Linked DNA regions of Sus scrofa: region 2 is linked to region 1. Evidence: chromatin contacts called from public promoter capture Hi-C data. All regions are on one chromosome and are shown on one strand. Each heading gives the region's core, a stretch centred on a gene start, on an enhancer-like site or on the middle of the called end of the contact. The rest is flanking DNA. Distances are from core to core; before and after follow the strand shown. Region 1 holds the start of LAT2 (linker for activation of T-cells family member 2). Region 2 overlaps CLIP2 (CAP-Gly domain-containing linker protein 2).

Region 1 (7,560 bases), core at 1,953-4,452:
ACAGAGCCGAGGGCAGTGGGGGTCTGGAGGGGGCCGTGCCCGGTGGTGGGCACATGGAGCCACGCCGCCGAGGGTCCGCTCCGCACACCTGCTCCTCCCGTCTCGGCCACGTGGCCGGAGGGCCTCTCCCCACTTCACAGCTGGGGAAGGCGAGGCCTGGGGAGAGCCGAGCTTTGCACTGCCCACCTCCTGCTCCGGGCTCCCCCGAGGCCCGCACTGCGCCCCCTGGGCCCTCACCACTCGGCCTCCTGGATCCCTGTGGCCGGGATGACAAGGAGGATTCTCTACGCATGATTGCGACATGGAGAAGCCACCTCTCCTTCCCCCAAACACCGAATGAGTCAGCTGGAACACGAGAATTTCCAAACCTCGTGACCTGGCGGCCCCCACAGGAGAGAAAGATGACCTGGTCAGCCCAGGATGGTGGCCGAGTGGATCTCGGCCCCCCTCCTCTCGGAGCCTGATCACCGCCCTCTGAGCCCACACACCCTCCTCCCTCCCTCGACTTGGGGGGTCTGCTCCCCGCCCCCGCCAGAGCGTGAGGTTGCGAGCACCTGGCCTTGGAGTGGGGACCCCTGCCCCTGCCTCAGAGTCTCTTGGCCTCAGTTTCCTCCTCTATAAAATGGGGATCAAGCCTGTGTTTCCTCAAACCATTGTTGGGAGGACGAGCATGTCTGGCCTGGCTCAGAAGAGACGTTGCCCAGTGTCTTATTTCCAGCTGCTTGGACGGGTCCCTCGAGCTCCCACCTTTGGCATTTCCATCCTTTGGTCAAGACAGAGACTTTCTGCCCCCGAGGAGATTCAGGCAGAGACACACGGGGAGAGGCTGTCGCACAGATGCTCCCTGCAAGAGCCAGGGGGAGGGTCCAGCCCTGGCCACTCCCGGATTTCGCTTAAGACCCCAGAGCAAGTCCACACCCTTGTCCTGGGGGTTGAGGCCCCAGGACTTGGGCTGCTGACCTCTGCCACCCTCCCTCCCAGAGGACCCCGCCCGTCAGAAAGCCGCCTTGCCTGGGACAAGACGCACACTTCGGGGTGCCCCCAGCCCAAGCCCATTTCTACCCCTGGCCGTGCGTGAGGGAAGGGAGCGGGGCATAAGGTTTCCAATTCTGGCCCAGCATCCCCGGCTTCCGGTTGCCCCTCTGTTAAACCGGGGAAATGACTTTCAACCCTCAGGTTGGTCGTGTGAGGCCCAGCACTGAACTGACGCCTGCCAGGTGCTAGAGCAGGCTAGTGGGGCACAGTTGGCTGGGACCACCATGACTTGCCAGCACCACGGTCCCCAAAGGATGGAAAGCGGCAGCCGCAGCCTGTTGGGGCCAGAGCTGGCTGGACGGCCTGCAGTGAACAGTATGAGGCAACCCTACCTGAAACCTGCCTTGCCTGGTCCCCAAGATCTGCAGGTCTAAGCCCCCTCAACAACTGTCCAACACGGGGGCGGGGGGCGTTGTGCGGGGACCCTGGGAGGGGCTGGGATCTGAAGAGAGTGTGGCCTTTGCCCAGCCCCCCAGTTGTCCAAGACAGGCAGAGCATCACCTCGGAGACGCCAGCTCCTGCCTTCCGAGGGAGGAGAGGGAAGCCCAGAGAGGTGAGTACTCCTTCTGAGGTCACACAGCTGAGCGGTCAGAGCCGGCATCCGCTCCCAGGGTGGGCTGACGCCCGGGCCTACACTCTGCTACGTGAATCCTTCCTTACAGGACGTTTTAAAGATGTACACAATATTTTTTAAAAGACACTCGTTTGAGGAAAACCTCTGTGGCTGCCCCCCAGACGGAATCAATCTGTTCGCTTTCCTCCTTTCCCATCCAGGTCTGAGAGCAGGTGGGCGGGGGACAGGGAGGCGGAGGGGCTGGGCCCCAGCAGAGCCAGGCCTCGCAGCCGCAGGAGGGCCCCTAGGGGCCGGCAGGGCTGGGTGGGGTGGGGAGGGGAGGCCCTCAGCCCGTGGCCTGCGGGGCCAAAATAGCAGAAAGGGAAGTGGGCAGTTTTCATATGAACAAGGTTTGCAACAAGCCGATGGCGGAAAAGCTCTCGGGGCTGGGCTGAGCGAGCCTCAGCACCCACCTCCCGTCCCCAAGGCGCCTTGGTGGCCCTCCTGCCCGGCCTCCCAGCCCTCCTCATGCTGGAGAAGGGGAACCTGGGACCCCTAGGGCCGAAGGGCAGGCTCTGGGGGCTAAGCGGGGAGCCAGAGGTCCGGCCCAAGCCCTGAGAAGGCTTTATCCGCGGGGCTCTGCTCCATTTTCCCAAATGACCTTGGCCTTCCGATGAGGCCAGGAGGACTCCAATGGAGGCTCTTTACGCTCCAGCGGCAGGTGCAGGGGCCCGGACGGCAGCCCTTGTTCTGGGGCAGGGGTGGGGGATGGTGAACAGAGCGGCCACCACGAGCAGCCCAGGGCCTGTAGTTCCTCCAGCCGCACAGGAGCGAGCTGGCTGGGGCTCGGGACGGCCGGGACAGCCGCTTCTCCCTGGCCCAGGGCAGGACCTGGGCCTGCCCGTCTGTAGCGTCTCACCCGACCTCCCATAGCCCTGTGGCAGGGCAGCTCCAGTCCCATTATACAGATGAAGAAACTCAGGCTCACAGGCCTGCCCCGGGGAGCGGCTGCCCTGGGGCTCCCCAGGGCTGTGCGGGCTGGGCTGGGGAAAATGGGGGCAGGAGAGTAGCCGGAGCCCCAGAAATAGCTGCACCTCTAGTGCTGCAGGGTCTGGGGTGAGGGCCCCCTAGCCAGGGGTGCCAGGACAGTGCCGGGGCCAAGGCAGGGGGTGCCGGGCGGCCTGGCTTCTTCCCAGCCCCCACCCCCACCCCCAGCCGGCAGCCAAGTGCTCCTGCTCGGCCAGCGAGGCCACTCCCATCCCCTGTGGGGTGTCTGGGGACAGCTCAGGACCCCTGCCTTGGGGCCAGGCTCCAGGCACCCCTGGGAAAGGCTTACCTGAGAGCAGGCGCTCCTCACTGCGGCCACCTCATCCTGAGCCCACACACCTGCCCGAGCCGATGCCAACGCCACAGACACTGGCGGGCAGCAGGCAAGGCGGCGGGCTTCCTGTCAGCCACTGAATCATCCCTCACACATCCGCTGCTCTGCCGGACAGGCTCGGCTCTCACAGAGGCAGAGACAGAGAGAGACAGAGACAGAGACCAAGACGGAGGCGGAGACAGAGAGAGACAGAGAACAAGACGGAGGCAGTCAGGCAGAGAGAGAGACGTGCACGGACACACACACAACACACACTAAATACACACACACAACCACAACACACACAGGCCTCACAGAGGGGAAGAGACAGAGGGGGACAGGGAGAAAGAGCATGAAATAGGGCTGCTTGCATATCACGCACAGGCAGGGACAAAGAGTGGGAAGACACGGAGAGAGACACGCTGAAAACACAGAAACACAGAAATACACGTCCACACCCATACCCATGGGACATGGGTGGATGGGCGCAGAGAGATGCAAGCCAGGCCAGACATGACAAAGAGCCAGGAGTTCCCGTCGTGGCTCAGTGGTTAACGAATCTGACTAGGAACCGCGGGGTTGCGGGTTCAATCCCTGGCCTCGCTCAGTGGGTTAAGGATCCCGCGTTGCTGTGGCTGTGGTGTCGGCTGGCGGCTCCAGCTCCAGTTGGACCTCTAGTCTGGAAACCTCCATATGCCACCGGTGAGGCCCTAGAAAAGGTAAAAAACAAAAAACAAAAACAATAATAATAATAACAAAGAGCCAGAGGAGTTCCCATTGTGGCTCAAGGGGTTAAGAACCCAACTAGTATCCAAGAGGATGCAGGTTCAAACCCTGGCCCCTCTCAGGGGGTTAATGTTCCAGCGTTACCACAAGCTGTGGTGTAGGCTGCAGATGTGGCTCAGATCCGGCGTTGCTGTGGCTGTGGTGCAGGCCGGCAGCTGCAGCTCCAGCTGGCCCCTGGCCTGGGAACTTCCACATGCCGTGGGTGCGGCCCTCTAGAGAAAAAACAGCCAGAGACAAAGAGAGATGGATGGAGAGGCCACTGAGGTGAAGAGACAACGCTGGAGGATAGAAGGAAGGACAATCCCGGCTCCTCCTTCAGTCCCAGGAGCCTTCTCACCCCCATTTTCCAGATGAGGCTCGTGGAGGCGTGGAGCTGGCCCCAGGCAGGCGGCAGGCCCGGGCCGGGGTGGGGGGAAAGCAGGGCAGTTAGGACCCAGCCCCCAGGCTCTCCACCTGCTGCCCAGCCCCTGGGCACTTCCTTCAGAGGTGAGAACGGTGCTGAGAGGTGGGTGCCCCACACGCAGCACACATTCTCCAGGGCCTCCTGTTATGTGTCACTAAACACCTTGTCCAAGGCCACTGAACTCTTAGTGGCACGCCACCCCATGAGGGTCTCCCAACCCCCACCTGCCTGGCATCTCAGAGCCTGGGCTCCCGAGCTCTGGGGCCCGTCTTGGCTGGGGCGGGGCTTTCAGCCCCAGCCTGGGGTGGCCCGGACGTCCCAGACCAGGCCAGGCAGTCCAGCCGCAGTGGAAGTGCCCCCAGGAGGCCCTGCCAGAACCGAAACAGAAACACAGGGGCTGGGCGCCCTCTGCTGCCACCCTGTGGGAGAGAAGGGTAGCGCAGGGACCCGAGATCCCTGGGCAGAGTGCCAGAAGTTGTCTCCACGGCAAACTGTGACACAAGGACTAAAGCCAACCTTATCTGAATTGCAGAGCTGCACCTGTGACGCACGCTGCCTCCCTCGTTCCACATGGGGCAGTGCAACGTGTAAGGCCCACGGCAACACTTTCCAGGGACACCTTGGCAAGGGCATAGACTAAGAATCCTAGAGGTAAGCTGGTTGTGAACACAGAGTCCAAAGCCTGTTGTCTCTTCACCACCCATGAGTTCAGGTCCTGGCTGGGACCACCTGCCTGGACCCTCCTCACCCACGAGGACGAGCCAGAGTGGGTCTCCAGCCGCTTCTCAGCTACGCGCCTGCCTGGGGTTTCCTGCCCGTGGAGACACAGAAACTCCAGGGTCTGGTGGGAACGGAGCTCTCATCCACATGCCAGCTTCTGTCATGGGCCTTTCTTAGCGACGGCAGGTGTTGAAGTGACCACCAACCACGGGCAAAGACTCAGGTGCATCCACAGCAGCACTGAGGAAACCTCCTGGACCCTCCTGGAGCTCGTCTTCTATCCACAGAAACAGGCCCGTCAACCTTTTGGACCTGAGTGGAAGGATGACCCTGCTCCCTTGCAGGGCAATTCTCAAATCTCTCCCAGTTCTATTCTACTTATAGGCCATTCAGCCGTGAGTTAGAAAATAAGCTTTAAAAAACTAGACATTTCATGTCCAGCTGTGTAAATGCCAGTGAATTTTTTTTTTTTTTTTTTTTTTTTGTCTTTTTAGGGCCTTGCCTGTGGCATATGGTGGTTCCCAGGCCAGGGGTCAAATTGGAGCTGAAGCTGCCAGTCTGTACCACAGCCACAGCAACCCCAGACCCTTAAACCAGAGCGAGGCCAGCGACTGAATCTGCGTCCTTACGGAAACTAGGCAGGTTTGTTACCACTGAGCCACGATGGGAACACCATTTTTTTTTTTTTCCAATTCAATGGTTCCTGGTATATTATGCCGTTAAAATATTGTGACAAAATAAATATCAACAGGAAATTCACCACTTTAACCATTTCTTTTGGCTGCGCCCTCAGCATTTTATAATATGCAACTCAGCGACACGAATTATTCACAATATTGTGCAACCATCACCACTGTCTATTTCCAGTTTCCATCACTCCCAACAGGGCTATTTGGCTTTGGGGCTCACAGTGGAGTGTCGGTTTGTGCACACACTCGTCAGAGAAGCAAGGTATCGAGGTAGAAAAGGAGCCGTTCCAAGAACTCAGTGCCAAGGCTCAGACTCTTCTGGGGTCACAGATCCCTGAAAGCTACAGGAAGTGATGGTTATTTAGAAAAATGCAACTTGAGAAGCATATACGACATTCTAGAAGTCACTGCAGCCCATCTGTAAAGTTGTCTCCCGTCCTCGACACTCAAGATACGAACAGGCAGCCCTCCTGCCCCTCACCCCAGCCATCTATGGCACTTTGCTTTGGCCGTGAACCACCACCCGTTCCTCTGCCTCCCCTGACCTGTGGCTTTATTCTCTCATCTGTGTACCATACATGAACTGTCATGCTGTGTGGCGTTTATTTCCCTAGGATACATGCCTGGGAGGGGAACCCCTGGGCTAAAGGGTATGGAATATTCAGTTTTCAGGTTAATGCTAATTTTGAATTAATTCCCACAGTCACTGTACTCAAAGACCCACAAGCTTATCAGCAAGGGGTTTGTCAGCCTTTTTTTTTTTTTTTTTTTTTTTTTTTTTTTTCCTGGTGTTTAGGGCTGCTCCAGTGGCACATGGAGGTTCCCAGGCTAGGGGTCCAATCAGAGCTGCAGCCACCCACCTATGCCACAGCCACTTGGGATCCGAGCTGCCATCTGCAAGCTACACCACAGCTCACGGCAATGCTGGTTCCTTACCCCACTGAGCGAGGCCAGGGATCGAACCGGCGACCTCATGGATGCCAGTTGCTGAGCCACGACGGGAACTCCCTAGTGAGCATACTCTTAATTTCAAGAGTATAATGCATATGAGAAAAGCTTCTACCCATTCCAAGGGATCTTGGTTTACAGAAACTCGGGGCAACCTAGAAGCTTCCTAGATCTCCCTCTCCCCCATCTAGAAAGGTAAAGCTGTCAGGGCAGTAATGATTTTATTAATATTTACCTCATCCCCACGGTGAATGAAAGAACAGATACAGGAAAGAGATTCTCTCTGGTGCCTGAACTGAAAACCAAAGAGCTTGCCGCCGTGAAGGAGTGTGCCTTGGTTTGTACATTTAGTATTTTACAGTTAGCGTGTGGTTACAGATGGGGGAAGAGATTAGCAGGAGGTTGTAATTAAGTACAGTCTTTGTTATTTTGGCTTATTTTCACGACAAAAACCTCCAAAAGGAAAACTCTGATACTAGATGTGTTTCTAAGCCTGTTAACCTCGCCCAAGTGAGAGTAACTCAAACATCTCAAGGTTGAGTGGCCAAGAAAACAGAAAAGACGGAGCGAAGCTCCTCATCCCCGAGGACAGATGTGACCGGGCCCCGCCGACCCCTGAAGGAGGTACAAGGGGCCTGCCCAGAGGGGCCTGCTGTCCACAAAGCATCCTTCTAGGGGGACCCTTGAGGATCACGTGCTACCCTACATGCTGGGCCAACCCCGACTGGGGAGGGTGGGGAGAAGGGGAGGGAGCCACCTGTCACACGCACAGTGGACTGCGGTGAGCTCCAAGCGGTCCTTCCCAGAGCTCGGGATGTGCCCTGTCCACCACCCTCCCCACCTCCCCACGAGGGCACTGGAGGGCAGTCCCACCAGACAACAAGGAGCAGCTGAACAGAAGAGTCGCCGACCTCACCCTCCACGGGCCCAGGGCACCCGGATGGCGCTGCCCCCGCTCCAGGTCCCACGGAGGTTGTCACTCCAGAGTGAACCCTGTCACAGTGGTAGTGACCCTGCACGACCTTAACAGCCATTTGGAATTTGAGAAGAGGACTGGGGGGTGGGG
Region 2 (7,560 bases), core at 2,774-5,273, 140 kb before region 1:
GCAGGATCACGTTTTCTAGAGAGTTTCATAAAAATTCCCAATTTGTACATCAGGTGTGTAGGAAGGGAGATGAGAAGACAGCATTTTCTTCATGAAAATATGCTTGTACTTCAACAAGATTCCTTTAACTCAGGGGCTGACAGGGGCTGATGAATCATGTCCATGAACTGGGCATAAAAAAAATAACCAAGGGGGAGCTCCCATCATGGCTCAGCAGTAACAAACCTGACTAGTATCCATGAGGACACGGGTTTGATCCCTGGCTTCGCTCAGTGGGTTAAGGATCTGGTGTTGCTGTGAGCTATGGTGTAGGTCGCAAACACAGCATGGATTCAGCATTGCTGTGGCTGTGGTGCAGGCCTGGCAGCTGCAGCTCCGATTTGACCCCCTAGCCTGGGAACTTCCATATGCAGTGGGTGCGGCTCTAAAAAGCAAAATAATAACAATCATTATTATTTGAAAAGGATATTAAAATACTCCCCTTTTTTCTAACTACATCTCCACGTGAGGCCAGATTTTCCTAATGTATTTCAACCAAAACAACAAATTGCAAAGACTAAATGCAGAAGAAGATAAAAGAATCTTCAGCCGTCTTCCTTTAAAGGAACATTCAAGAAATCTGCAAAACTGTGAAAGAGTGCCACTCTTCTGACTAAATACTTTTTGTTTGGAAAACAGTTAATCTTTATCAAAAGAATGTAATCCATGTTACATGCGATCGGTATGCTATTATTTTTCAATGGATTAATATTTTAAATTTCTGTGTTAATTTATACTATAGTAAATAAAAAATAAATACACAAAAGCTCCTTGGGAACCCTCAATAGTATTTAAGAGTTTATAGGAGTACCCAAGACCAACATGTTTGGGAACCACTCATCTTTTTCATCTGTTTGTTTTTAGGGCCCCACCTGCGCCCTATGGAAGTTCCCAGGCTATAGCAACAATGCCAGCTCCAAGCCACAGCTGGCAGCACTGCTAGATCCTTAACCCACTGAGCAAAGCCAAGGATTGAACCTGCAACCTCACAGACACTCTGTCAGGTTCTTAACCTGCTGAGCCACAGCGGGAACTCCAGGAATCACTCCTTATAAGCTCTACTGGGAGAACTGTGTGAAGAAGGATTCTGCGGCTTCATTGGGGCTTAGGAGTGGACGGCAGGGTAAACACTGGTGATGCCAGCCATCTGTCCACTGGGTCTAGCGCTGCCCCCTCTGGAGAGGACTGGCTAATCTCAGGGGGAGGGCGGGTCCGACCACTCGGCCCTCGGCTGACTCACCGCTCCTTCCTGAGCAGCTCCTGGCTGATGAGGACCAGCTGGCCCGAGGCGTCGTGGGTCTTGCGGGACACGGCCTCCAGCTCGGCCTCCAAGCGCCGCTTCTCCTTCTGGAGGGCGTCCACCTTCTTCTCCCCGGACCTGCACTTGCCCTCCAGTGCTGAGGGCGCCAGGCAGGGCGGGTGGGGAAGAGGGTTGGGATGGCCATGGGAACCTGTCCCATGGCCAAGTCCCAGGCAGGGAGCAGGTGTCCCCGGGGGTCCCAGGGACACTCCACTGAGTGGGCCTCTCTGGTCCTGGGGGGGGGGCAGGCAGCAAGGGGCCAAGAGGGGCCACTATGAGAAGCAGTCCCCCCAGAGCAACGGGGCCTCCGGTGCCAGGAAAGCAGACCACCCTTCCCGAGACGGGGCCTGGGCGTTGACACTGTTGCCGGACACGGAGAAGCTGAATCTTCGCCTTGTCCCCGGAGGAATCTGAGGTCAACTGACCTTTGAGGGACCGACTACGCCACGTGAACGTGATGAGAAGCGGATGGGAGCCAGGGTGGGAACCATTTCTCGGGATGTGGTCCGTCTCACGGACACCACCACTGGCGTCCTGGCGGACCCGAAGCAGGGCCAGCTTGTCACCGAGTCATAGATTCCAGACGCCCTGCCTCTTCCCCAGGCTCCATTCTGGCCTCGTTCCACGTGCCTGGCCCTTGGCTGCAGCCAGGGTCCCTCCCCCCAATTCTGAAAGCCAGGCGTTTCTTTAGGGGCTGGTGCCCAAACCCGGAACCGCAGGGACGGGAGGCTGAACCCTAAGGTCTTCAAGCCCCGAGGGGACTCGTGACGGATTTCAGAACACAGACCCACTGCTGGGGAGAGAGGCTGGCGAGGGCCCCTGGTTATAACGGACCGAGCGTGGGCCACGCTTCCCCTCAGCCCCACCTCTGCCCAAGCAGACGCCCAGCGCTCACGATCGGGGCCAGGCCACCTTCTCCTCCAGGCAGAGTCAGGGAGGGCATCCTGATCTGGTGCCACCCGCTCGGTGCTGGCCGGGCAGCGAAAGCCCTGCATCTGCCCTGCGGTGGGGAGACTTACCACTTACTTGGGCCCTGAGCATCTCGGTCTGGGATGTTAAGGCTGTCACCTCTTTGTCCCTCTTGTTCAGCTTGTCCTGCAGGCCTGGGGGAAGAGGGAGAGATGAGCGGCCATCAACTGTCCAGAGCCAGCCCTGCGGTCCAGGGGGCAAGCGGGTGGCCCTCCCATAAAAACCCTAAAAGGGGGTCACATGTGGCCTTGAGAGTCCAAATTCTTCCTCACGCCAGCTGCCCCTCTGGATAACCTGCCCTGAAGGAGAGGTGCCAGGATGGTGAGATTTGGGACAACTTAACTCTGAGGGTCTCCGTTCCCTCAAGTGAAAAATAGGGATTAAAACAGCCCTGCCCATGCCACTTGGCCAAGTGCATTCAATAGCGGAGAGTCTCCCAACAGTCATGAGAGAGACGCACAAAGCCGTTCCTGGGCGGCTCAGTGGGTTAGGGATCCAGCATTGTCACTGCTGTGGCTCGGGTTGCTGCTGTGGTGATGGAACTTCCACACGCTATGGGAGTGGCCAAAAAAAAAAAAAAAAAAAAAAAGACGCACGGGCAGTGCTAGACCGACACTGACTTTCCACCAGTTAATTTATCAATTCAACATAATGCCAATAAAAATGCCAACCAGATTTTAATTGTTATGGAACTAGATAAGCTGATTCTAAAATCACTTGGAGGAGTTCCCGTCATGGCTCAGAGGAAATGAATCCGACTAGCATCCATGAGGAAGTAGGTTCGATCCCTGGCCTTGCTCAGTGGGTCAAGGATCTGGCATTGCCATGAGTTGCAGCGCAGGTTGCAGACACAGCTTGGAGCTGGCATTGCTGTGGCTGTGGTGTAGGCCAGTGGCTACATCTCCAATTCGCCTCCTAGCCTGGGAACTTCCATACGCCGTGGATGCAGCCCTAAAAAATAAATAAATAAATAAAAATAAAATAAAATCACTTGGAAAAATAAGCAAGAGAGTTTAGCAAAAAACTTCAAAGAGTCAAGCGTGGGAGTTCCTGCCATGGCACAGTGCATTAAGAATCCGACTGCAGTAGCTTGGGTTGCTGCAGAGGCATGGGTTCAATCCCTGGTCCAGCACCGAGGGTTAAAGGATCCAGCACTGTCGTGGTTGCAGCATAGGTCTCGGCTATGGCTTGGATTCAACCCCTGGCCTGGGAATTTCCATGTGCCAGAGGTGTAGCCATAAGATGAAATTTAAAAAAGAGTTAAACATGGAATTATTATATGACTCAACAATTCTATTCCTAGGTGTGTATCCCAAAGAGCTGAAACCAGGTCTCCATCAAGTACCTGAACATGCATTTTTTTGTCTTTTTAGCCCCGCACCCCACCCCATACGGAGGTTCCCAGGCTAAGGGTCGAACTGGAGCTGCAGCTGCCGGCCTATGCCCCAGCTCAGGGCAACGCCAGATCCTTAACCCACTGAGCGAGGCCAGGGATCAAACCGGCGTCCTCATGGACGCTAGTCGGGTTCGTTAACCACTGAGCCATGACGGGAACTCCTGAACACGCATGTTTATAGCAGCACTATTCTCAACAGCCAAAAGGTGGAAACAAGCCCAACGTCCACTGAAGGCTCAGATAAATGGAAAGAGGTGTGCACGTATGATGGTGTATTACTCAGCCACAAGCAGGAAGGAAGCGCTGACACGTGGTACAACACAGATAACCTTGAACACGTCATGCTAAGTGAAATAAGCCAGAGATGAAAAAGGCCACATATTGTATGATTCTATTTACATGAAATGTTTAGAATGGGCAAATCCACAGAGACAGAAAGCAGACGAGCAGTTGTCAGCAACTGCAGTGAGGGGAAAATGGAGAGTGACTGATAAGGCATACGGGGCTCCCTCTGGGAGTGATGAGAAGGTTTTGGAATTAGATGGAGGTGGCGGTTGCGCAGCCGTGTGAATGTACTACTGCTGCTGAGTTATTTACTTTAAAATGATTAATTTTATTTTATATTAATATTGGCTTGATTTAAAAAAAAAAAAAGAATGGCCAAAAGAATTTTGAAAAAGCAGAGCAGGAAAGACTGGCCCTGCCAAAAATTAAAATAGAAACAAAGCTTCAAAACATTATAGAATTGGCACACGAACAGATAGATAGGTCACTGGGAAGGAACTGGAAGTCTAGAAATAGAGTCAATCTCCTGATGGAATTTAAAGATGGTGAGTCTGGTTAATGCACATCAGTGGAGACAAGGAGATGGGTTTTTTCAAAAATAGTGTGGGGAGAAGTGGGTATTCTTGGGAAAAGAATAAAAATGCATCTTTGCCTCACACCTTGTTTTTTGTTTTTTGTTTTTTTTTGCTTTTTAGGGCCACACCAGCAGCATGTGGAAGTTCCCAGGCTAGAAGTCAAATCAGCGCTGCAGCTGCCAGCCACAGCCACAGCCACAGCCACTCCAGATCTGAGCCGTGTCTGCAACCTACACCACAGTTCACGGCAATGCCAGGTCCTTAACCCCATGAGCAAGGCCAGGGATTGAACCCCCCTCCTCATGGATACTAGTTGGGTTCATTTCCGCTGTGCCACAATGGGAACTCCCACCTTACACCCTTTTTAAAAAACCTCTTTATTTTTGGCTGCAGTGTGCAGCAGCTTGATGTGGGATCTCAGTTCCCAATAAGGGACTGAACCCAGGCTGCAGTGGTGAAAGCACTGAATCCTAACCACTAGACCACCTCACACCTCAGAGAAGGGAGTATTCTAAAAGGACCAGAGATTTAAACACAGAAAATGGAACTTAAAAGTTACTAGAAGAAACTACGGGATACATTTTAAGAACAGTAAACCCCAAAAGAAAGGATTGATTTTTAAAGATCTGCATGGCAAACACCACCCGGAGAGGAGTCAAGAGACAAACCATTACCGGGGGGGAAACGTTTGCAGTGTCAGGTATAAATTTCTTCTAAAAATCCACAAAAAGATCAATAACCCAACAGGGAAAAAATGGGCAAAGGATGCAAGGAGAAATGGAAACGGCGCTACATCTGTATCAAGAGAAGGGGAGGTTGAAGTTACATCAGGTAACATCTTTTACCGTTCAGACTGGCAAAGATCACAAGGTGTGGGAAAATATTTCGTGGGTGAGGCTTGTGGGGAACCATACTTTTTTTTTTTTTTTTTTTTTTTTGCTATTTCTTTGGGCCGCTCCCGCGGCATATGGAGGTTCCCAGGCTAGGGGTTGAATCGAAGCTGTAGCCACTGGCCTACGCCAGAGCCACAGCAACGTGGGATCCGAGCCGCGTCTGCAACCTATACCACAGCTCACGGCAACGCCGGATCGTTAACCCACTGAGCAAGGGCAGGGACCGAACCCACAACCTCATGGTTCCTAGTCTGATTCGCTAACCACTGTGCCACGACGGGAACTCCGGGAACCATACTTTCAACCATCGCAGGCGGGAGTTAAAGTTGGTTGAGCCCAATGACGGGCAAGGTGTTACCCTCCGGCAGTGTTTGCAATAGATGAAAACCCGCATCAACCTATGATCTGGCAGCTACACACAGGATGGCAGCGCCACACGCCCGGATGCTCTGCACATGTTAAAGAAGGCAGGAACCGGGAGCCGTCTTCAAGACACGGTGTTAAATGGAAAACAAAACAAGGGGCTCAAACCGTGTGGGAGGCGAGGCGGCACCTGTGTCACCTCTGTGTGTGTGCGTGCGTGTGTGTGCGTGCACAAGCCATCTCTGGAAAGGAGACAGGAGGTGGCCGACACTGTGCCAGTGGGGAGGTAACTAGGGAACAGAGGATGCTTCACCAAATGACCTTTGAACCATCTGAAGGGTTTTTTTTGTTTTTGTTTTTGGTCTTTTCTAGGGCTGCACCTGAGGCATATGGAGGTTCCCAGGTTAGGGATCGAATTGGAGCTGAAGCCGCTGGCCTACACCACAGCCACAGCAACACAGGATCCAAGCCACGTCTGTGACCTACATCACAGCTCACAGCAACGCCGGATCCTTAACCCACTGAGCGACGCCAGGGATCACATCTCATGGTTCCTCGTCAGATTCATCCCCACTGAGCCACAGTGGGAACTCCTGAACCATCTGCAGTTTATCTCTATTTTTAAAATAACAAAACCAGGAGTTCCCGTCGTGGTGAAGCAGAAATGAATCCAGCTAGGAACCATGAGGTTTTGGGTTTGATCCCTGGCCTCACTCAGTGGGTTAAGGATCTGGCGTTGCCATGAGCTGTGGGGTAGGTTGCAGATGCGCCTCGGATCCTGCATTGCTGTGGCTGTGGTATAAGCCGGCAGCTGTAGCTCCGATTACACCCCTAGCCTGGGAACCTCCACATGCTGTGGGTGCGGCTCTAAAAAGAAAAAAAAAACCAAACAAACCAAAAACCCAGGAGTTCCCCAGTGGTGCAGAGCATTGGGGATCCAGCGTTGTCACTGCTGTAGCACAGGTTCGATCCCTGGCCTGGGAACTTGTGTGTGCCACGGATGTGGCCAAAAAAAAAAAATCAGGGAGTTCCCGTCAAGGCACAGTGGTTAACGAATCTGACTAGGAACCATGAGGTTACAGGTTTGATCCCTGGCCTTGCTCAGTGGGTTAAGGATCCGGCGTTGCTGTGACTGTGGTGTAGGCCGGCGGCTACAGCTCTGATTAAACCCCTAGCCTGGGAACCTCCATGTGCCTCGGAATGGCCCTAGAAAAAGGCAAAAAGACAAAACAAACAAACAAACACAAAATCAGCCAACTCCAAAAACTGAGGCTCCGCCCTCCTCACCCAGGTCGGGGGTGAGTGGCTGGTGCACACAGTAGGCCACTCTCACCAAACAGCAAGCAATGCAAATTGCTTTAGTGGGAGCCAGCTCGGAGGCAGAGCCAACCAGCCTTTCCCCAAAGCCCCACATCCGGCCCGGCTGGGCGGCCACTCACCCTCCACAGCCTCCTTCATCCTTATCTTCTCTCCTGAAATGTCGTTGGACTCGATCATCTGAAAGGAGAGCCGTGTAAGGGGACCCTCGACTCCCCGGCTCGGCCCCAACCAGCCCACCTCTCCCCGATTTCAGGAGACTTTCGGGGCTGCAATGCGGCAGGGAGCACGGATGTCCTTGGAGTGGCTTTCCTGACAAGAGGATCCCCCCGCCCCGTTCCTGGTGGCCCCCACCTGCCCCGGGCTGCTTACGAACCTTCCCCGCAACCACCTCCGACCCTTGCCTTTTTGCAAACGTCTATC

Evidence for each region. Promoter capture Hi-C pulls out the DNA fragments that hold promoters and counts their contacts.
Region 2: a promoter capture Hi-C map of skeletal muscle shows a contact between it and region 1, with 7 times the contacts expected there. The contact joins the enhancer-like site here to the promoter of LAT2 in region 1. A contact is called at or near these places in 4 of 5 promoter capture datasets (fetal liver, fetal skeletal muscle, liver and 1 more), 22 of 47 Hi-C or Micro-C datasets (alveolar macrophages, blood, brain and 13 more) and 2 of 2 datasets of contacts at active chromatin or transcription factors (alveolar macrophages and skeletal muscle).

What each region holds. Positions count from the first base shown.
Region 1 is chr3:11,349,515-11,357,074 of Sscrofa11.1, reverse strand. It overlaps LAT2 (linker for activation of T-cells family member 2), which reads right to left and starts at 3,202. Exons shown (of 13, transcript NM_001243411.1): 1 at 2,925-3,202.
Region 2 is chr3:11,487,879-11,495,438 of Sscrofa11.1, reverse strand. It overlaps CLIP2 (CAP-Gly domain-containing linker protein 2), which reads right to left. Exons shown (of 16, transcript XM_021086342.1): 10 at 7,260-7,317; 11 at 2,359-2,442; 12 at 1,280-1,436. Among named protein-coding and RNA genes, the nearest start is that of GTF2IRD1, 47 kb to the left of the region's middle. Within about 2 kb of position 4,023, at least 2 of the 83 cell types and tissues checked have an H3K27ac peak or open chromatin away from gene starts, as enhancers often do.